Regions from separate parts of the Zea mays genome. Here region 2 is linked to region 1. Evidence: chromatin contacts called from public Hi-C data. All regions are on one chromosome and are shown on one strand. Each heading gives the region's core, a stretch centred on a gene start, on an enhancer-like site or on the middle of the called end of the contact. The rest is flanking DNA. Distances are from core to core; before and after follow the strand shown.

Region 1 (4,328 bases), core at 724-3,223:
CTAAAAATCAGGGAGGTTTAGGGGTTTTGAACCTTGAATTTATGAATGATTCCTTACTAACTAAATGGCTTTGGAATATTGAAAATTCAAATGGGTTATGGCAAAAAATCATTGCAAGTAAATACATTAAGGGAAAACCCCTTATTTCGGTCAAGCAAAAACAAGGGGATTCTCGTTTTTGGAAGAAGATTTTGAGTTTGCGTGATATCTTTTATAAATACTGTAAAACTTTGGTGGGAAATGGCTTGAATACTAGCTTTTGGAAGAGTAACTGGATAGGTAATCAGCCCTTGGCTGTCCAGTTTCCTTCCTTATTTGACTTGGCTTATGACAAAGACATTTCTGTTAATAAGGTCTTGGTATCCAATTTTGAGGCTCTCTCGTTTAGGAGAAGGATTATTGGTAATCTAAGGGTGTTATTTGATGATTTGATGAATTGTTGTAATCATTTTTCCTTGTCTGATCAAGATGACAGGATTGTTTGGGGACTTGAAAAAAAGGTTTTTCTGTGAACTCTTTATATAAAAAGAAAGTGATGGATCATGTTTATGTTCCTTACAAGTTCTTGTGGAAATCCAAGTTGCCACAGAAAATCAAGATTTTTATCTGGTTGGTGGTGAGAAACAAAATTATTACTAAAGATAATTTGAAGAAAAGGAACTGGAAAGGTTCTCAAGAGTGCTGTTTCTGTGGTGGTGATGAGTCTATTGATCATTTATTTTTTCACTGTCCCATTGCGAGATACATGTGGAGAGTGATCCAAGTGGCTTTGAACTTGGTGGAGATTCCAAAAAGTATTAGCAACCTTTGTGATAAATGGTTAAGTAAACCAAAAGACAAGATTGCTAATCTGATTTTGTTTGGTTGTGGTGCGGTGTTCTGGGCAATTTGGCGCACAAGAAATGATTGGTGCTTTGGTAATAAAATTATGGTTGATCCTTCTAACATCATTTTTCTTTGTTGCTTCTGGATGGATTCCTGGGCTATACGACAGAGAAACAGGAACAAAAAATGGTGGTACAAGGAAGCAAGCTAATAAGAAAGATAGCAAGTGAAGCGTTTGGCCGAGCGTTTGGGTGGTGTCCGAGAGACAGGCGAATTTCTAGGTGATTAAAAAGAATTGTGGTTCCTGGCGTTAGGGTTAGCCTATACTTTTGGTGTTGGTTTGAACTAGTTCCTTTTGTTGCGCCTGTTTGTCGTGAAATGATTGTAAATAAAGTCTTCTGTTCCTGGTAGCAGGTCGAACTTTGTCTTCTACTCTAGGCCCTTTACTTATCTAGGGTGATAGCGTAAGGTGTCTAGGTAGAGATCAGGCCTAATTGGTTTTCTGTCGGATCGTAGGATCGCGATGGGTGTCGTTGTAATGAACTTTTCCTATTTCCTAATGAAATAGGGGGATTCGTCCCTTTGTTAAAAAAAATATATGCTATATCTATAAGTTATTAAATGTAATAGATAATTTTATTTTGCTTTTTGCACTGCAATTTGCTTCCGTAGGCCGTAGGTGCCTGGTATGGAATCTAAATAAATCCTCCGTTGTTTCTAATGATCTTTGCCTTGCCGCGCTCTGGGTCTGACTGAACACCACTCCTCGTCTTGACGGTGACGCAGACGATTGGAGCCGGCAAAGATACCACGAGCCGACAATCTGTGATTTCAGTTCCGACCAGCCCCTTCTTTAATTGCCTGATTGGTTCCATTGCATCCATGGTATGCATCCTCTGGAGAAAAAAAAAGATCAGTGCGCGGATGGTGATGTCTACGGCGTCCGCACCGAGCGTGCAACTTTCACCTAGTACCTCATAAACTCTTTTGGGAGGGGTGGAGAAGACGACTGGCCATGCCTGACAGCCTGATGCCTCGCCGGCTGACCGATGAGGAAGTGAGGAGACGAAGGCATAGGCACCAGTGTCTAGTAAGGCCCACGGACTCACGGTTGGTGGTGTGGCCTGGATTCAGGCCCTGGTGAAGAGGTTGAAGGGCGCGTGTATGGGCCGAGACGAGGCCTGCCCACGTTTAGTTAGAACCCGTGCCGTCTGGCTCAGGAGTTGTGGGCATTGGCATCGCCTGCTCGGCTCGGGCTCCTGGCTTCCCAACAATAATTTGTTATATAAAATTCTAATTAGCATATAATGTTAGTACTAAATAGATAATAAATTTATATTATTTAATATGAATATACAAAACTAGTCTATTGTCTATATTATATTAGTAATATATTTATTTTACTAATTTAAAATATATTATTTATTTTTTTAACTTTTTATATTATAATTTAGAGGTTAAATTTGTATATATGGGCAGGTTTATTGGCTCGGCGAGTGAGAAGTGACTCAAGCCGATTTTAGCGAGTCGAACCAAGCTCGACTCGCCTGGTTTCCACCCTACCTGAAATGACAAATCGACTCATCGGCCTCGCCGACTGACTACTATGGTGTAAACGCCTCGTACACGACACTAACCTCGAGAACTAAACACTAAAGTGTAGATGTGAAATTTTAATTAGAAATAGCCAAAACGCAAAAAAAAGAAAGAAAGAAAGAAAAATACGGTGAAGTTTCTGTATATGCGCGTGGAACGATGGCCCTAGCGAATCTCTGTCCAAAAATCCACCACTTGGTTCCAAAGGGGGTGGGGGAGATCTCTGAACTTTGGACAAATTGCTTCCGATGATTACTTGCTCACAGCTGCAAGATGCATTGCATGGCACCCGATGCTTTCTGGCGGAGCGCAGCTGCGGGGGGTCCATCACCGTTGCTGCAAGAAAATAATGCTAGCTTTATTTTGTTTGTATCCTGCCAAAAAAGAGGGCTGCCGTACCCCATTGGTGATGTCTGATATCCGAGGGGGGCGAAGGCGAAGGGATCCGGCTCAGTTCGCTGAACCTACTGAGGGCAGTGGTGGGATCCATCGTCCGTGGCAATCAACAAGCGATGAGCCAAGCCAACCGGAGAATGGAGCGTCGTGCACGCGGGTCCCTTTCCGCGCGCGCCAACACAAGTGCTCGATGGCCCTGCTGTTCATTTGAGGGGATTTTCCCTTTATTTTCTTTATTGAAAAAAAAAGAGAAAAGGCCGGCCACTGGGCCGCTACCAGGCGCTCGGCCGAGCAGCCCAGCAACGGCTGGCGCCGGTCAGCTGGCCCTGGGCGAGCTCGCCTTGGATGGACGGCTGGGATCAAAGGCAAGGGATTATCATGCCTTGCGGTGAGTAGAAGCACAGGCAGAGGGTGGCTGCCCAAGGAGTAGCCGCCAAGGCTGTGTGGCGGCGGCGTTCAACGCCCAGCCGTATCCTACGGCTTGCTCGCACGGCCGGCCGGCTTCTCCGCTGCTCCTCTGCAACCACCTGCGGCTCGCCCGGCTCCATAAGTATAGCGTCTTGCCCCCTGTTCAGGCCAGCTCGCAGAGACGCAAGTTTCTCTGTTCTTCTTCCCCTCTCAGTTACAGTCGCGATTTGGAGCGATTTGTTCGTTCCTGGTGTTCTTGTGGTGATTCTTGCCGGTGGTGATTGGGAGTGGAAGAGAGTAGAGCTGCGTTGGTGGCTCTCTTGTGCCCTGTTGCTCGATCCGTGCGCCTGTGTGGTGTTCGGTCTGTTCTGATTATTGTCCACCGTGGCCTGGTGCTTGGGCTCCCTGCTGCGCGGTGTTCCTCTTCTCGGGCTGGTGTCGAGGACGTCTCCCTCGACTCCGGCAGCGGCTCTAGTATCTCCGTCAACCTCCCGCCGTGCAGGTCCGGACGTGGGCGGCGGAATTGGTTTTCTGGGACAGAACCTCGTGTTCGCTGAGCTGGTCTTCCCACGTAGACAATCTACGTGCTGTGAGTTACCCGTTGCCTCTATTTATTTATTGAGTAATTTTGTGCAATCTGCTAGTATTATTTACTTGGGTGTGATTGCACAATTTGTGGGCGGATTTATTAACTCGATGATGATAGCGGTGTAGTGAGACAACGTGACAGTCTGGGTTTTAGTGTGTTGTTGATTCAGCAGCATTGATTTCAGCATTGATATTATTTGTGCCTAGTCATCTCTTTTACTATATTGTGCAGGCTGATTATTTAAGTTCATTATTGTTCCTTAATTCCTGTGCACACTGTTTTGATCTTGATATTCATGCTTGATTTCTAGGCTTATAATATTTGATCTAAAACCCTGATTTGGTAAAATAGGACTGTCACGTTAGTCGAGGATCTTTGATCACCACTTAGCGTTGGAGGGCTGTTTAGTGCAGCAACCCGCTATTTTGAGAGCAATATTTTGAGATAAACGATCATGTTTATTAGTTTAATCTGCCTTCTTCATCTGCAAGCCATGTTTAATTATAAAATGGAT
Region 2 (4,328 bases), core at 493-2,992, 180 kb before region 1:
AATAAGATGGGTGCATTAATGCAACAGTTTTGAAGTGCATGACTGACAATAATGGATCCATGGTGTTCCCGTGTAAAAAATTCCAGTGTCAGAAACATGCATAATGATTAGTCGGTAGAATAACAAAAGGCTAACACTTGTGGTTGACGACATTATCTGAACTAGTCATGGTACTCCATTGACATCAATTTGTACAGTGTTTTTTCCAATTACTTTTTGTTACATTACAGTAATCACAATTGCTAGGTTGAACAAGCATTATTTCGTCTGAACTTTATTTAAGACGTCTTCAGAATAGACAGAAGTTATAATATAATAGCATATATGTGGCATAGTTAGTTGAAAGTTTAAAACTGACCATATATATCAGTAATGACTGGCATGAGGGCAAACAATCACAATTCTGGTAATATAAATCAAACAATGAACACATATTGAGATGTTAAAGTGAATTCATATACATCAAGCAGTGAGCACCTAAAAGTGACTGCAGATTTCTAGTTCTGGTAAGGAGCTCCTTGAGATAGATAAAATTTACGCTTAATGCCCTCAAGTTAAGTAGGGCAACAAATAAGCATCCCCAATGAGCAGAAGACTGAAGGGCAGGCCTAGTGCACTGGTGTGAGTTGTCTGGGTCACTAGGTCGCAGGCTAGAAGCAGTCGCTCCACGTTTACGGAGGAAAAACTTGCCTCCGTTTTTCCTTTCCAGATTTCACTCATGCGAGAGTCGTCTCGACTAGATCTGCCTTTTTTTAATAAGCAGAAGACATTTTTAAATAAGCAGAAGACTTTCACCTTGGGGTAGTGACCGGGGAGCCGCCGCACCCTCTGGGGTTCATTACAATAGGAAAGTACCCGTTGTTCAGTGCATCTAACACGAACACCTTAATGTTCCTCTCCATGCTCCCCTCGTGCGTACCAGGCACCATAAGCACCGTGGAATCCAGTCCATGCTCTTTGTCCAAGTACAAATTATCAGGCCAATCGAGCGCGATCACCCCACCGTCCTCCAGGGCGATGCAAATCCTCTGGTAAGAGATATCATAGGCACCGTCCCCGCCGCGCACCACGGGGATGCAGCCCCTGCTCAGATTCACGTAGTGCCGCTCCTCGGTGAGGAGGCGCTCGTTGACGCCGTCGAGCCCGTCCTCGAAAGACACGGACGGGCAACGCAGCAGCACGCAGCGGTTGAATGGCGCCGGGCTGGTGAAGAGAACCCACTCGCCCGCGACATCCCCGCACGCGTTGTAGTCCTCGGATTCCTGGGGCGGCGGCGGGAGGCTGGTCTGGGACGAGGAGGACCAGGAGGAGAAAGAGGTGGCGACCGCGGCCGCAGCCGCGAGCGCCGCGGGACCTACGAGCGCGAGGGAGGAGGGGAGGTTGGCGATGAGGTCTGAGAGAGAGGCGCGGGGGGCTAGGCGGTACGGGCGGTGGTGGTGGCGCCGCCTCCGCTGGTTCCTCCGGAGGACGAAGGATGGGGTTGTGGTTGGTGCGACGCCGCCCCGGCGAGGGAGATGCGACGGAGCAGGGGGATGGAAGGAGAGATGCATCAGCGGCGGCTGTAGCGAGATGCCACGGTGTAATCCTTGGGGGCGGGAACGCGAGTGGCGGCGAGGGAAGTGGTGGTGTGGTGGAGGAAAACGCGGAGGGGATCGGGGAACCGGGAAAAAGAGGAAACGCGACGTTGACGGGGACGAACGAAGGCTCGCGGCTTTTCGAGCGTAAAGCTCCCGCAGTTCGTTGCTGTGGCTGTGTGGCATATGCCGGGCCCACGGATCCGTCAGCTACCTGTGGGGCACGACGTTGCGTAAATGCGTAGAATGCCGACTCCAATGGAAGAACGCGAAACTATATTTGATATTGGTATTTGATATCGGTTGACACTGTAGAGTAAAGTTTGAATATAAAATAGGATAGAATCATAGAAATGGGATAGAGATATACTGAAGATAGTCTAATAACGATAGGTAGAATTCAAATTAGATATGTCTACAAGAATCAATATATGATTCAATATTCAAGTCCAGATACTCAATATTCAATCCGTATTAAATTTTTATTTATATTCGTATTTTTAAATTTGAATATTTAAGATGTTGATATGTATTTAAATCTTATGCAACAAAACTCAATATATCCGATTTAAATTTAAAAAGAAAAATATGAAAACAAATATGGAACAAGTAATATACGTCCATATTCAAGTCCGCGAACTCACCCGCTTCCGTGTGTCGTCCTCCTCCCCCACTTCGTGTGTGCTGCCCCCGCCATAGCTGCAACCTTGTCCTATCCATCATCCTCGCCCTGACACGCTTGCAGGACCACCGCAAACACCCCCCACCTACTCTCTCAACCGTCATCTGACTCGCGCGGACATATTTCATCACCCAAACCCTAGGACGCATATTTCGCTTCCTCATTTACATCGTCGCAGCCGTCGTACCATCGCCACCATGACGTTCGCCTTCACCTCTGCCTCCTCCGTGTCACGGCCCATAGTGTATGAACATTGTTTGTAATTGACAGCTAGCTTAGTATTGTGTTGGTTAAGCAATAGTAGTAGAAGAGAAGGGTTTGGTGTGGCCTTAGGCCATTTAAAGGCATATATAAGCATTCTTGTAATCAATCAGAAAACTATGGAATAACAGAAATTAGAAATACCAGAACCAATTCAGTTAGGGTTCTTACCTGGCTATTCTTGGTGATTTCCTAGTGCGCGTTCTTACACCCCCAACGTTGTCCTCGTCGGCGGTCAGCATGCGCTACACTTGGTATCGGATTCAACAGTCTTCGGTGGCTTCCATGTCGTCATCGTCGTCGTCAGGTTGTCGTCGTCCTTTGGTGCGATCACGACTGGTGTCATCGTGCTCGTGCGTCTTCGACGTGCGAGTTGTTTGGCGTCATCACGGTGCCACCTGTAAAACCTTCAGTGCAAATGAGGTTTGTTCTGGATGCGATGGTTGAATCTTTGCGTATGGAGGGCGATCATTGGACCCAAGTCATGGACGAGTTGAAGTCGATCAACCAACGCATAGGCAAGGTGGAACAAGTTCAACATCAGTTGATGGGCCAACATATGTTGTCGTTTTCTATGGCTGAGCAGGCAGTGAAGGATCGTGATATGATGGCTCGGCAGATCGAGGAGACCGGGAAGAGGGTGGTGTCATTAATGTTGAAAAGGATGGCAGAGGAGATGGAGCAATTTGGTGAACAAGGTTCGGAACCATCTGGTGAGCCTTCTATTACTCATTCTAGACCTTCTCCATCATGTCACCTAGGCGGGCATGTACGGGAATAGCAGAGAACTATAGGGGAGCATGGCCATGGAGCGTTTCAAAACAGACAAGAGGAGAGTGCTACTCATGCCTCATTGCTGAAGTTCTCATTCCCCAAGTTTCAAGGAGATCAACCATCGATTTGGTTAGATAAATGCAAGGATTACTTCACTATTTGTCATGTGTCGGATATTATTTGGGTTATGGCTGCTTTATTGCATATGGAGGGGAAGGCAGCTAAGTGGTGGCAGGTCTAAAAACTACATCACATAGTGGTGAGTTGGCAGCAGTTCACCACTGCGATGGTTACTACTTTTGGTCCTTATGATTATCCAAAAGTCATGTATGACATGATGCATCTAAAACAGACTAGATCAGTTGAAGGATATTTTGTTGTTTTCGATGATTTGAGGTATGCTACAGCTGTGCATAATCCTCAAATGGGTGAACTCTTTTATGTGACAGTTTGTGAAGGGATTGAAAGAGGAGATTCAAGGTCCAGTTCTGTGTCAAATTCATACTACTATGAGTATAGTTGTCCTTTTGACTCAGTTGTATCAAGATGTTTGGCCAAATCCAAGTCTAGATTTTAGAGACCTGTTGGTAATACCAGAATTGTAGGGCCACCTAAGATGGAAGTGAAGGGGGTGTTGGTCCAATGGATTACACCAAATAGCAACAACTGAGAGATTACAGACGTTTGCATGGTCTGTGTTTCACATGTGGAGACAAATTTGAGGCGGGTCATGCGGCTAAATGTGGGAAGAAACCTCAGGACCAGTTGCAAGTTATGCCTACAGAGGATATGGACAAAGAACTTAGTGAGGAGGTACTCCAACATCTAGAGCTAGAGGATCAGTTGACAGAAGGTTTGTGCAAGATCTTTGTTCATGTTGTGTCAGGAACTAAAGGGATGGAGAGTATCAGGCTAAGAGCCATGGTGAAGGATCAGGTGTTTTTGTTGTTGGTTGATTCTGGTAGTTTAGCTACCTTTACCAACTCTTCATTTGTGCAACAAGTGGGTTTGCCATATATTCAGTGTGCTCCTACCAA

What was found. A called contact is a pair of places that touch in the nucleus more often than the background predicts.
Region 2: a contact with region 1 is called in a Hi-C map of tassel, with 4 times the contacts expected there. The contact joins the promoter of LOC103632806 here to the enhancer-like site in region 1. A contact is called at or near these places in 6 of 25 Hi-C or Micro-C datasets (bundle sheath, ear, endosperm and 2 more).

The regions. Positions count from the first base shown.
Region 1 is chr7:125,587,511-125,591,838 of Zm-B73-REFERENCE-NAM-5.0, reverse strand. No RefSeq gene overlaps it. Among protein-coding and RNA genes, the nearest start is that of LOC100284306, 12 kb to the right of the region's middle. Within about 2 kb of position 1,973, at least 17 of the 20 cell types and tissues checked have an H3K27ac peak or open chromatin away from gene starts, as enhancers often do. A contact at or near this core is called in bundle sheath, ear, endosperm and 2 more, where this site is marked.
Region 2 is chr7:125,764,799-125,769,126 of Zm-B73-REFERENCE-NAM-5.0, reverse strand. LOC103632806 reads right to left here and starts at 1,742. Exons shown (of 12, transcript XM_008654538.3): 1 at 796-1,742. The coding sequence starts at 1,550. It also overlaps the pseudogene LOC103634144.